3 separate regions of the Mus musculus genome follow, and regions 1 and 2 are each linked to region 3. A link is a contact called in public promoter capture Hi-C data. All regions are on one chromosome and are shown on one strand. Each heading gives the region's core, a stretch centred on a gene start, on an enhancer-like site or on the middle of the called end of the contact. The rest is flanking DNA. Distances are from core to core; before and after follow the strand shown. Region 1 holds the start of Carhsp1 (calcium regulated heat stable protein 1). Region 2 holds the start of 1810013L24Rik (RIKEN cDNA 1810013L24 gene). Region 3 holds the start of Atf7ip2 (activating transcription factor 7 interacting protein 2).

What was found. Promoter capture Hi-C pulls out the DNA fragments that hold promoters and counts their contacts.
Region 1: a contact with region 3 is called in a promoter capture Hi-C map of hippocampal neurons, with 4 times the contacts expected there. The contact joins the promoter of Carhsp1 here to the promoter of Atf7ip2 in region 3. A contact is called at or near these places in 3 of 39 promoter capture datasets (embryonic stem cells, hippocampal neurons and maxillary cranial neural crest).
Region 2: a contact with region 3 is called in a promoter capture Hi-C map of hippocampal neurons, with 2.7 times the contacts expected there. The contact joins the promoter of 1810013L24Rik here to the promoter of Atf7ip2 in region 3.

Annotation. Positions count from the first base shown.
Region 1 is chr16:8,670,896-8,674,654 of GRCm38.p6, reverse strand. It overlaps Carhsp1 (calcium regulated heat stable protein 1), which reads left to right and starts at 2,502. Exons shown (of 4, transcript NM_025821.2): 1 at 2,502-2,542.
Region 2 is chr16:8,827,382-8,831,356 of GRCm38.p6, reverse strand. It overlaps 1810013L24Rik (RIKEN cDNA 1810013L24 gene), which reads right to left and starts at 1,257. Exons shown (of 4, transcript NM_001081400.3): 1 at 672-1,257; 2 at 1-36. The coding sequence starts at 897.
Region 3 is chr16:10,191,106-10,194,648 of GRCm38.p6, reverse strand. Atf7ip2 (activating transcription factor 7 interacting protein 2) reads right to left here and starts at 1,743. Exons shown (of 11, transcript NM_153123.2): 1 at 1,624-1,743.

The DNA.
Region 1 (3,759 bases), core at 1,253-3,752, 1.5 Mb after region 3:
CCTAGCTGGCCCCAGCCTCCCTGGAAAATCCACAAATTGTCTTGATATATCTATTTCAGAATTAGACGTAAAAGCTGGTGGGGTCCAATTAGGTAGGGTCCAGCCTTGTACAGGTCCTTAGTCCCACAGATACAAGTGTGGGAGCAGAGCTGGGGGCCTCGTCTGTAGACCCCAAGCCTGTTCCTCATCCCTGGCTACCAACCTCAGGAACAGGAACCCCTCATCAGGAGGACCCCCCTCACACTGTCTTCAAATTCCCTCTAGAGGGCGGTGTTGAGCCGTGAACAGGAGAGAGAGGGACAGGAACTGAGAAATGGGTTTAGGTGTAGTTCCCCTTTCTTGGATATCCCCGAGACTGTGTCCAGTGTTCTGCAGGACCTGCCTAGTGTTTATCCGAAGTCTCTGCCCTCTCAGATGGAGACAAGCTGGATGCTTATTTCACGTCCCGACGTCTAGCACAAAGTCTGGCATAAAGTGACATAGGCCAGGGGAGAAACGGCTTAGTGCGTTACAGTGCATGCTCTACAGGCAACAGATCTGAGCGGGAGCCCTCAGTGCCCACAGGAGTAGCCAGGCATAGCTGCACATGCTTGCAACGCTGGGAACTGGGGTTGAGATGAGTGACTCCTGAGAGCTTGCTGATGAGCTAAAATGGCAAGATTCTAGATTAGTGAGAGACACTGCTGCAAAGCAGAAGGCGGAGAACAGAGGAACACAGAATGCCCAACCTAGCACTAAACATCGGGAGGATTCCAGGAGAGTCGCTGGTCTTTGGTCCAGATTGGAAGGTGGAAAACGCTAGGTTTTGATGTTCATGAAGGATGGTGGAAGCAGCAACAGCAACAAAGCAGATGCACCCATCATGAAGACAGGAAAGCAAGCTGGCGAAACCCAAAAAGGTTTTACTGCTGTCTCCAGTTAGGGCGGCCCTTCTCGTTTTAATTTCCCTAGCCAAGAAGATATACACAGAGACTTGTCTCTTTAGGTGACTGCAGATCCAGTAAAGGTGACAGCCATGGTTCATAATCATACTGGGTCACAGAAGACTGCCTCAAAAATAAATAAACCGATCATGGAGGGGTCCAAAAAGCTTGTGTGACTATATACTTCAGTCTCCTCGTGGGCACGTGCCTGGGCATCTGTCTTTTTTTTTTTTTTTCCTTCCTGAATGGTGACTGTACCATTTTCTAGTCCCCCTGCCAGAGAGCCGAGGGAGCCCTTCTCTTTGCCTGAGGAGTTGGCTTTCTTGATTTTGATGGTTCAGCATGCCCTGGGGGTAGGTCTAGAGGGTCTCAGTAGGGATGAGCTATCTCTTGGAAGACTGGGGGCTGCTGCCTACCACACCTACAGGGAACCTCTTTCCCACACCTAGGAAATATGAATTTGACCCTGGGGGGGGGGTCACGCTGAGGGCTTGCTCTCTTTGTTGGCCATGGAGATAGATCACAGCATGTCTCTGTGCCTCAGTTTCCTTTTCTGAAAATTGGAAGAAACACCATTTACTTCCACAGATAAAGTATCTTAAGGGTTTCTATTGCTGCCATGAAAACACCATTGATCAAAAAGCAAACTGGGGAGAAAGAGGTTTATTTGGCTTACACTTCCATGTTTCTGTTAATTATTGAAGGAAGTTAAGACAGGAACTGGGCAGGAGCTGATACAGAGGCCATGGAGGACAGCTGCTTACTGGCTTGCTCCTCATGACTTACACAGCCTGCTTTCTTATAGAACCCAGGACCACTAGCCCAGGGATGGCTCCACCAACAACCAGCTGGGCTCTTTCTTCATTGATCACTAATTGAGAAAATGTCCTATAGTTGGATCTCATGGAGGCATTTCCTCAACTGAGGCTCCTTTTTCTCGGATGACTCTAACTTGTGTCAAGTTGACACACAAAACCAGCCAGTACATAAAGCTTCAGGGATTCAGTAGAAATAAAAATTGAAAAAACATGGGGTTGGTGCCCACACCCATCTCAAATCCATTAGGGAGTCTGAGGCTATCCTGTCTCAAAATCAGCCCACGAAGAATAAATCAATTAGACAATAGAAAACGAACAAAACAACTCCTCCCTCCTCTCATTTTTATATTTCCCTTTCTGTCTCTCGCCTTCCTTCTATCTCTTAATTCTTGAAAAAAAAAAAAAAAAAGGCGCCCGCTTATCTCGAGTCAAGGGCAGGTTGGGGCCGGACTTGTGCTGGGGAGTGGCAGGCACAGCACGCCGAGACCCGATTGTGCCACTTTCCCGGGCACCGGGCCGGCACTGGGCGCCCGCAGACCCGCGAGTGGCGGGGAGAACACCTCCAGCCGCTGCCGAGTCCCCGGCTCCCGCCCGCGGGGCATCAACACAAAGGTCCTGCGGCAGCAGCTGTGCCGCGCTCCTCCTCCCCGACCAGTCCAAGGTCCGGGCCGCGCGTCCATTGGCCCGGAGCTCCAAGGGGCGTGGTCTCACACTCCGCCCTGCCCCGCGGCCACGCCCCAAGTCCCCGATCTTTTCTTGCAGTCGAAGAGCAGCAGCTGGAGGAGTAGGACGTGTCGCCAGGTAAGTGGCTGGTCCTGGGACCCTAGGGATGGGCGTGATGGTGCGCGGGATCTCTGGAGCCGCGGGGACGGGGCCGAGGCCTGCTCTGCACTTTGCTTCCCCTCTGTGGGGCCTTCTCGTTCTCCAGCTCCGTGATGGGTGCCCCCCCACCCCCACCTCCGGGACGTGCTCCAGTCGCCCGGGCTAGTTTGGGGAGCGCGGGTTACTCACCGTCCCCAAGGGGAGACGGGTGGGTGTGGCCACAACACCGATACTTGTCTGACTTCGGTTAGTACTTCTCTCTGGGCCACCTGTTTTTTGAGCGTAGGAGGCGCGCCCTCTGCGTTTTCTGGCGGGCTGGAGGTGCTGGAGACTCGCGGCTAGAGGAAGGCGGAGCTGTCCTCGACGGCCGGGCCTCGCCAGCTGCATGCTGGGCGGCGGGACAGTAGCCAGGCCCGGAGAGGGGGAACCGCCCTGACCCCTCGCGGTTGGCTGCCTGTAGGGAGGAGGAGCGGCAGGGCGCGCTCGCTTGGTGTTTGCGCCAGGATGGGGGCCTTAGGGCACAGAGGAAAACTTCACCGGGACTGGCGGTCCTGTTTACAGGCCGGAAATGCAAGGTTGGGTTTTGCTTTTTGTTTAAAAAAACCAGGCTCTGAGCTCACAGTTTTCTGAGGTTGCAGTTTAGGTCTGTGCAGGGTCAGCTGTAGATTCCCACTTCTCCTTCAGGGCCTGGATTCTGAGAGATGGAGGTGCCCCTTTGCAAAATAGGAGACCCCCCCACCCTTCCCCGCCGATTGGAATAGAGGGAGCTGGCTAGCCTAAGTGTCTGGAGAAATAGGGGCTTTTTAAAAACCTTCCCCTCTTGACCATACTGTTACTTCTTGGTGCTTTTAGTATGTTCTCTCTCCAAGCTGAAGCCAGAGGGAGAGAATGAAAAATAATTGGTCATTAAACCAGTAGTGGTGGGTTATGCCTGCAGTCCCAGCACTGGGGAGGTAAAAAGGATTCAGGATTCAGGTTCAATCGTGGCTCCATAATTAGTTCAAGGCCAGCTGCGGTAAATAACTTCCTTCTCCTTCACAGCACTGGGGAGACTAAGACAGAGGAACTGTCCACAGCAAGATCCTTCAAACCACTTAAAAACTCGAATTACAATCTGTGTCCCATGTTCCTGTTCTTTGTCCTATTAGGCTCGAACTTTCCCACAGGGCCTTCTCTAGCGGCTTTGTGACTCTGAC
Region 2 (3,975 bases), core at 8-2,507, 1.4 Mb after region 3:
CCCAGAGAGAAAGTCCTGGCTGCTGACACACTCGGTCTGGAAACAAAAAGGGGGGAAAAAAAACAATAGGGGGGGGAAAAAGACACACACAAGGACATAGAGAAAGAAGAGAATGTTATTTGGGCGTCACTCACTCCGGAACGGCCATATTAGGTTTCGCCATTTTGTTCAGGATTTGGGGATCCCAAAGGGAGCGTGAGACCGGAGTTACTGGGTCGAGGAAGGGGAACCTGACAACAGCGCAACCCGAGTGGCGAACGCCGCCCGGCAGGCTCAGGGAAGCGCCCCTAGCAGTCTCCGCCCCGAGGCCGGCTCGGGGCACAATAGGGCCGCCCCACCGCCTCCTTCGCCATTTTGTGACAGGGACTCCTCCCCTACCCCCACGATCCGACCGGGGACACCCGGACCGGTACGTGGGGACCCTCGGGAGGTACTCTAAATCGGGGGTCTCCCCATCCTTCATCGTAGTTTTCCCCCTCCCAGGGTAGCTCCTCCGTCGCCGTCCTGCGGGTCAGATGGCCAGGGGTCCGCGGCACGGCCCTCCCCTCCCAGTCGTCCGGCTATCCCCGCAGGGTGCGAGGAGCCGCCAGGTCCCGGGGACCGAGCCGGGAACCGGGGGGAAGAGCAGCTCCGCAGGCCGGGGCGGCGCCAAGATGGCGGCGCGGCCTCACCTTTGTAGAGCTGAGCCACGGCCGTGGCCGAGTTCTGGAAGAGATGCCACAGCTTCTGTTGCTTGTGCTCGGGCTGCGCGGCGGCCGCCGCCTCCTCCTGCAGCTCGGGAGACAACTGCTCGTCCTGCTCGGCCTCGGCCAGGCACTGCCGCTCCCACTTGGAGAACCAATGCTCCGGCCCGTGCTCCTGGATCTCCGCCTCGCCCTCCTCCTTCCGCTCCTCCATCCTCCGCGGCCTCCCGCGGCCTGGCCGCCGCCGCCGCGTCCTCCTTAAGCGCGGTCCCCGCGGGAACGTCGTCGTCGACAGGCCCGGGAACGAGGGGCCCGGCGGCCGGCCCAGGCCTCTGTGCAAGCCCGCGGAGCCGGCACCCACCCCGCACAGCCCGAGTCCTCTGCCCACCAACCCCGCTCCGAGGTGCCGCACCCTGCCCTAGCCTCGCCCGCACCCCTTTACCGCCCACCCACGGCCCCGCGGCCTCGGTCCGACCGCCGCCGCTCTCCAACCGGCGTTCCCTGTCCGGCCTGCGCCGCCGAGCCCACCTCGAAGACTGAGGAACGTCGTCTACGGCGGCGGCGTCGACGCCTCTGCGGCGACCGGGCCCCGCCCTCCCCCGCCCACATGCTGACTGGAAAGCGCCGCCCACTTGGCCAGCGGCGCTTCCCCGGCAGGAGGCGGTTGGGGCGCGCCCACCGTCGACCTTCCCCATTGGCCCGCCGCAACGGGTTCCGCGTGCTGGCCCCTGAACGCAGCGTTCTGATTGGCTTACCCGCCTGTCGAACTGATGTCATCAATGGGCGGGGGGCTGGGGGAAGGAGTAAATGTCAGGGAACTTGAAGACTGTAGAGCAGGGAGGAGTTGACAGTGTTTGCGTGCGACCAACCAAAGCAGAAGAAGAAATATCTGTACACTGGAGCCAAGGGATTGCGCTTGCGCGGTGCTCGCTTCGCTCCCGCACCCCGTCTGAGAGTCACGTGACTCCGCCGGGTGACCGCACCCCGCGGGGGCCTTTCCCGGGCTTGCAAGTGCATGGTCACGCAGTGTTTATGTGCTGACTCCTCGAGTTCCTGAGAAGTGCAGTCTACCTCTGTTTGCAGCGCCCTTTCTATGTTTTTTTAATGCCAGAATTCCCAACCTTAGTGGGGCAAGTAAAGCGTGTGAATCCAAAGGAAAATTCTCCGGAGGTGTGAGCGACCTGGGGACGCTCACCGAGATTTCCCGGAGAAGGGGACCGGAGGGAGCTGGACACCAGGGCCGCCTGGCGGACAGTGCGCCCAGCGCTAGTAGCGGCCCGGCACCTGTCCCATGCACGCTCCCGGGACACGTGCGACCGCCGCGTCCCGCCCCCGCCCCCCATGTGCAATTGCTGGCACCCGGGCCCCTGCACTGCTCACTCAGAGTGATCAGTGCCAGGAAAGAGGTCTGGAAGCCTGGGAACAAGAGGGCAGCACAATGACGGGACCTCTCAGCCTCTGAGCTGACAGCTTATGTATGCCATCTGTACTGGATGGAAGTCCTGCAGGATCTGATCCTGCCTGCTCTGGCTTCTCCGGACTTCTCCCTGATCTGTCTGGTTCCCAGAGCCTAATCTCTGGACTCTCTGAAAGTTCATATTCCATTTTCCTTAGGACTAGGCTCAAAGCCAGGTGTGCTGGTGCTCTTTGTTTTGTTTCCTTCTTTTTTTTTTTTTTTTTTTTTTCTTTTTTGGTATTTCGAGACAGGGTTTCTCTGTATAGCCCTGGCTGTCCTGGAACTCACTTTGTAGATAGACCAGGCTGGCCTTGAACTCAGAAATCCGCCTGCCTCTGCCTCCGGTGCGCCACCACGCCCGGCCTGTTTTGTTTCTTGAAACAACTTTTTTTTTTTTTTTTTTTGGTAGTTTTGGGATTGCCTTGAAATCATAGAGATCCTCCTGCCTCTACCTCCTGGGCGCTGGGATTAAAAGCCTTTGCCACCACACCTTGTGATGCGTTTTTGTTTTTTATTTTGTTTTATGTATAATTTATTTTAATTTTACTTATTTTTGTATTATATTAGATAATATGTAACATTACATTATTGTTATATTTTATCTTATTTTTTATAATTTGCTTTATAAATAATTCATATTTTAATATATGATTCATAAAATCTTTATTTTAAGTGCATTAATGTTTTGCCTTCATATGTATATGGCGGGAGGAGTGGGTGTCAGAAGCCCTGGAACTGGAGTTGTAGATGTGAGCTGCCACGTAGATGCTGGGAATTGAACCTGGGTCCTCTAGAAGGGCAGCATGTGCTTTTAATCTCTGAGCCATCTCTCTAGCCCCTTGTTTGTTTATTTGTTTTAAATCTTAAATTGTCCCCAATGATGCCTAAGCAACATTATGTATCACAAATCAACACCTGGACCCTTCAGATGCCCAAAACCAGCTTGTAAGAAGCAATCTGTCGGCAGTTGGAGCACCAACTGCTCTCCTAGCGGTCCTGAGTTCAATTCCCAGCAACCACATGGTGGCTCACAACCATCTGTAATGGGATCCAATGCCTTCTTCTGGTGTGTCTGAAGACAGCTACAGGGTACTCATATACCTAAAATAAATAAATCTTAAAAAAAAAAGAGCCTTATAGGGAACATGATATTTGGGGGGGAGGGGGGGAAGCAAGCACAGTGGAACACAGCTGTAGTCAATCCCAGCACTCAGGAGAAATGTTACAGATTGAGTTCTGTGTAAACCAGGACTTCATAGGCAGATCTAACCTCAAAAACAGACAAACAACAATAACCACAACAAAAACGCTGTACAAAAGTCACAGGGCATAAAATCAAACATAGGAAGAAGACAAAAAGTCCCAGCCTGGGATTAGAGTACACTCAAAAGGAAGGAGTTTCTCTGCCTTGGGGGTGACACATAGATAAGTTCCTACTGGATAGGGCAAGATAGAATAAAAATGTAAGCCATTCTTTCTGCCTATCTTGGCTACGTCCTCCCAATTTGTTCCCAAGAAATAACATGTAACCTTTGAGGAGTGAGTCATATGAGTGTGTCCTCTGCGTGTGTGTGTGTGTGTGTGTGTGTGTGTGTCCCCGTGTCCTAGAGGTAGATGTCCTCCATCTAGGAGAAGAGGGGTGGGTGGGGCTGGCCCACAGTAGAATGCCTTTGGAGCTCCGACACTCAGAACACTCACGGGCTTGACCTTGGGGATAACTATGACTTCAGGCCGGCCCTATGCTACTGGAGCCCAGACAAGCCTAACCTAGGGACTGAGTCCCCGATTCAGCTGAACCTAGGGTAAAAGTGTCTCCATGAGAGCCTGCTTATATCA
Region 3 (3,543 bases), core at 494-2,993:
ACACAATACTTTTATTATTGTGTATATATCAGAGAACTACAGAATAATGCATGCAGTGATGAAGGAACTATTAACTTTACCAAAATTCAAAACATTAAGTAGCAAGGAAATATAATGAAATTGAAGACTAACATCAAGTACAAGGTCAATAAAGTAAGCCAAAATATCCAAGAGTTACCTAAATTGCATTAGTTGTTAGATATATTTTTAAAATGTACTGCTTACATATTTCTGCTGAGGTAAGAGCTAATCTTAGAATATAGCTATCTAGATCCATACTAAGTTAGGGAGACTAACTTAACGTTAGATTCATCTTTTCTAAAAATATTGAGGGATAAACAAAGATAAAAGGCAACCGTCACAAGACTTAAAATTCACTGCATGCAATTAATCTTTCATCTCATGGCATTTCACGTTTGATTGATTGCCTCTGCTTTCGAAGTGCTGGGATTTAAATCGTGCCTGATGGAAGTCAGGTTTTTTTTTAAGCAGAGAGACCATTGTTGTTTCCTTTGTTGAGACATATCATTTAGTTTGTTTGACAAATTTGGAAAAAGATGAGAATAAGAAATTGCTATTGCTATTTTTTTTTCTGTTTTTAGGCACCATAAAAAATCAACCTCTACCTGAAAGGAGTTCAGCATCAATTCACTATGACCTATTGTACTGGGCTACTGAACTACAATTACAACCCCTAGTGAACGCATTAAGAAAAACTTTAGTGGTCATGTAGACCAGCCATAAATTTTTGTTGTTGTTGTTGTTGTTTTTAGACATTTATTGTAGAAAGGCAGGCAGAGAGGGAGAGTTTAGGGAAGTAGAGGCTGGCCATGGCCACATGGAGAGTGGCGGAAAGGAAGATGGAGAGAGGGGGGTAAGGGGGCCAGAGTAAGAGCTAAGAGAGCAGCCATAAATTTCTATACTATGTGTCAATGACTGCTGTCTGTCTGCTTCTGTAAACAAGGCTTGCTTGCTCCCGGTCAGCTGCCTTTATGAGTTCCTCTTTGCCTTCAAATGTTAAAGCAAATTGCGGGTCCTGCTGCTTTTCTGCCAGGGGCAGCCCTGCGGGTGGTGAATGTAAGTTCCACAAAATTTGACTTATTCGGGCTTGACGGGGTGGGGTGTCTTTCCTCAGGTACTCCATACCACCGCCCAGCGAGCTCCCGATGCTGGTCTTTATTAGCAAATCCGTCCAAACTTGCTTCTCTCCCTCTGCTGTCTGTCTGCCTAACACAATCCCAAATGGCAAGCTGCATTTTTCTTTTTCCCAGAGTAAAACGACCCCATCCATCACTGTACCTGATGTACAGACACTGGGAATGGGCTGCACCTCATCGGTTCACCTGCGGTACCTGGAAGAGCGCGCCGCAAACAGCAAATGCCAGTTCCCCACCCCACCGGGTCGTTCTGCCTCAGGCGGCGCCCCCCTGACGCTTCCGGCTCCCCACCTCCCCCGCTACTCCGGCTCCACGGGGCCAGGTAACTCCCAAGTCCGGCCAGGAACCTGGGTGCACACTTTATCCGGCCTCCGAGGGCCGAGCGCCGCCATGAAGCCGGCCGTAGGCTCCGCCAACGGCCTCCGTCTCGGAGCCGTCGCCCGCCCGTCGGCCGGCCGCAACGTACCTGGAGCGGCGTCGCTCCTCAGCCGTCCTCAGCCGTCTTCCGCCGGCCTCAGCCAGAGCCGAGACCCCAGACAAAATGACCCGCGGTTGGGCTGGAGCTAGACTAAATCTCCCTCCCTCTGCCCCCGGGCCTCGTGCCAGCCAATGACAGAGCGAAGGTCAGAGAGCCCAGCCAATCACAGTGGCAGTGGGCGGGGAGCGGCGCGGCTCAGGGAAAAGTAAACTGACTGAAGGCCGGCCTCAGTCGCCTGGCCCTGAGTTTCAGGCCAGGCGCTCAGCTCAGCCAGCGCGAGGGAGGCGTGGCACGAAGATTTTGATGGTGTTTGGGAAGTTACTACTAATGAAACCTTCTCCACAGAAACAAGCCCCCGAGGAAAAGGATTGTAGATTCCAACTGTGACAATTCGGTTGACCTGGAACCGGGATGGCGATTGGCCAGTGAATTCCAGATACCACAGTGGACTCCAAACTCTGCCGCTTCAGGGAGCCTTCACTGACTTCTGTGGAGCCTTTATTTCCATAGCTCAGTTCAGAGAAGGGACTGAGGAACCATGAAGAACAGTGTTTCTCATCACTATAACCAGATGTGCTCTGGAGACAGAGAGTCTCACGGCCAAATGGGAGCTGTTTGCAAAATGTTCTTGACTGGCAAAGCTGAATTGCTGAGGTGCTAGAGGAATCAACTTGCCGGTTGTCACAGTCTTCTTTTACACACAGGGCAATATGGGAAAGTCCGTTATTTGCATGCTATGGTCCACTTCAATCTCAGCAAGCAGGATGCAGGGAATGGCTGATCTGGGTGGGTTTAAGGCCAGCCTAGGTGAACATTAGGCCCACCAATCTAAAAATAAATGAAGCCGGGTAGTGGTGGTGCACACCTTTAATCCCAGCACTTGGGAGGCAGAGGCAGGCAGATTTCTAAGTTCGAGGCCAGCCTGGTCTACAGAGTGAGTTCCAGGACAGCCAGGGCTACACAGAGAAACACTGTCTCAAAAACAAAAACAAAAACAAAAACAAAAACAAAACAAAACAAAACATAAAAATAAATGAATAAAAATAACATTATAGTAAAATGTAGCCTTGTGATGACTTGTATATGCTCAGCCAGGGGAGGGCCACTATGAAAAGGTGTGGCCCTGTTGGAGTGGGTATGGTCTTTAAGACCCTCCTTCTAGCTGTCTAGAAGCCAATATTCTGCTAGCAGCCTTCAGAGGAAGATGTAGAACTCTTAGCTCATGCCTGCTTGGATGCTGACATGTTCCTGCCTTGATGATAATGGACTGAACCTCTGAACCTGTACACTAGCCCCAATTAAATGTTGTCCTTTATAAGACTTGACTTGGTCATGGTGTCTGTTCACAGCACTAAAACCCTAAAACAGAAGGTGGTGCCAGGGACTGAGGTATTGTTGTGATAGGCTGGACCATGCTTTTGTTTGGAAGAATGTGGATTTGGGTACTTTAGATTTGGAAAGCAGTGGAATGCTTTAAGCTGGGCTTAATGGCCTATCCTAGTAGGAATATGGAAGACTTTGTTGCTGAGATTGATTTGAACTGTGAAGACCTGGCCCAAGAGGGTTCAGTGGAGAATTTCAATATGTGGCCTAAAGACTGTTTTTGTGGTATTTTGGTGAAGAATGTGGCTGCTTTTTACCCTTGTATGAAGAGTCTAGCTGAGGTTAGGGTAAAATGATTTATTATACTGATAAAGGAAATTTCAAGAAAGCCCAGCAGAGACTTTGTTTTCTGGTTAGGTCTCATGAAGAATATTTTGAACAAGTGTAGCAAGCTTAGAAAGGCAAAATATAAAATATATGGTATTAAAGGGGCACCAGGAAGTAAATGGAGCTGAATCCTTTGTTCAAGGATATTAAATTGAATTAAGGAGTAGTGGTCTTGGAACAAGTCCCACCCAGCTAAAT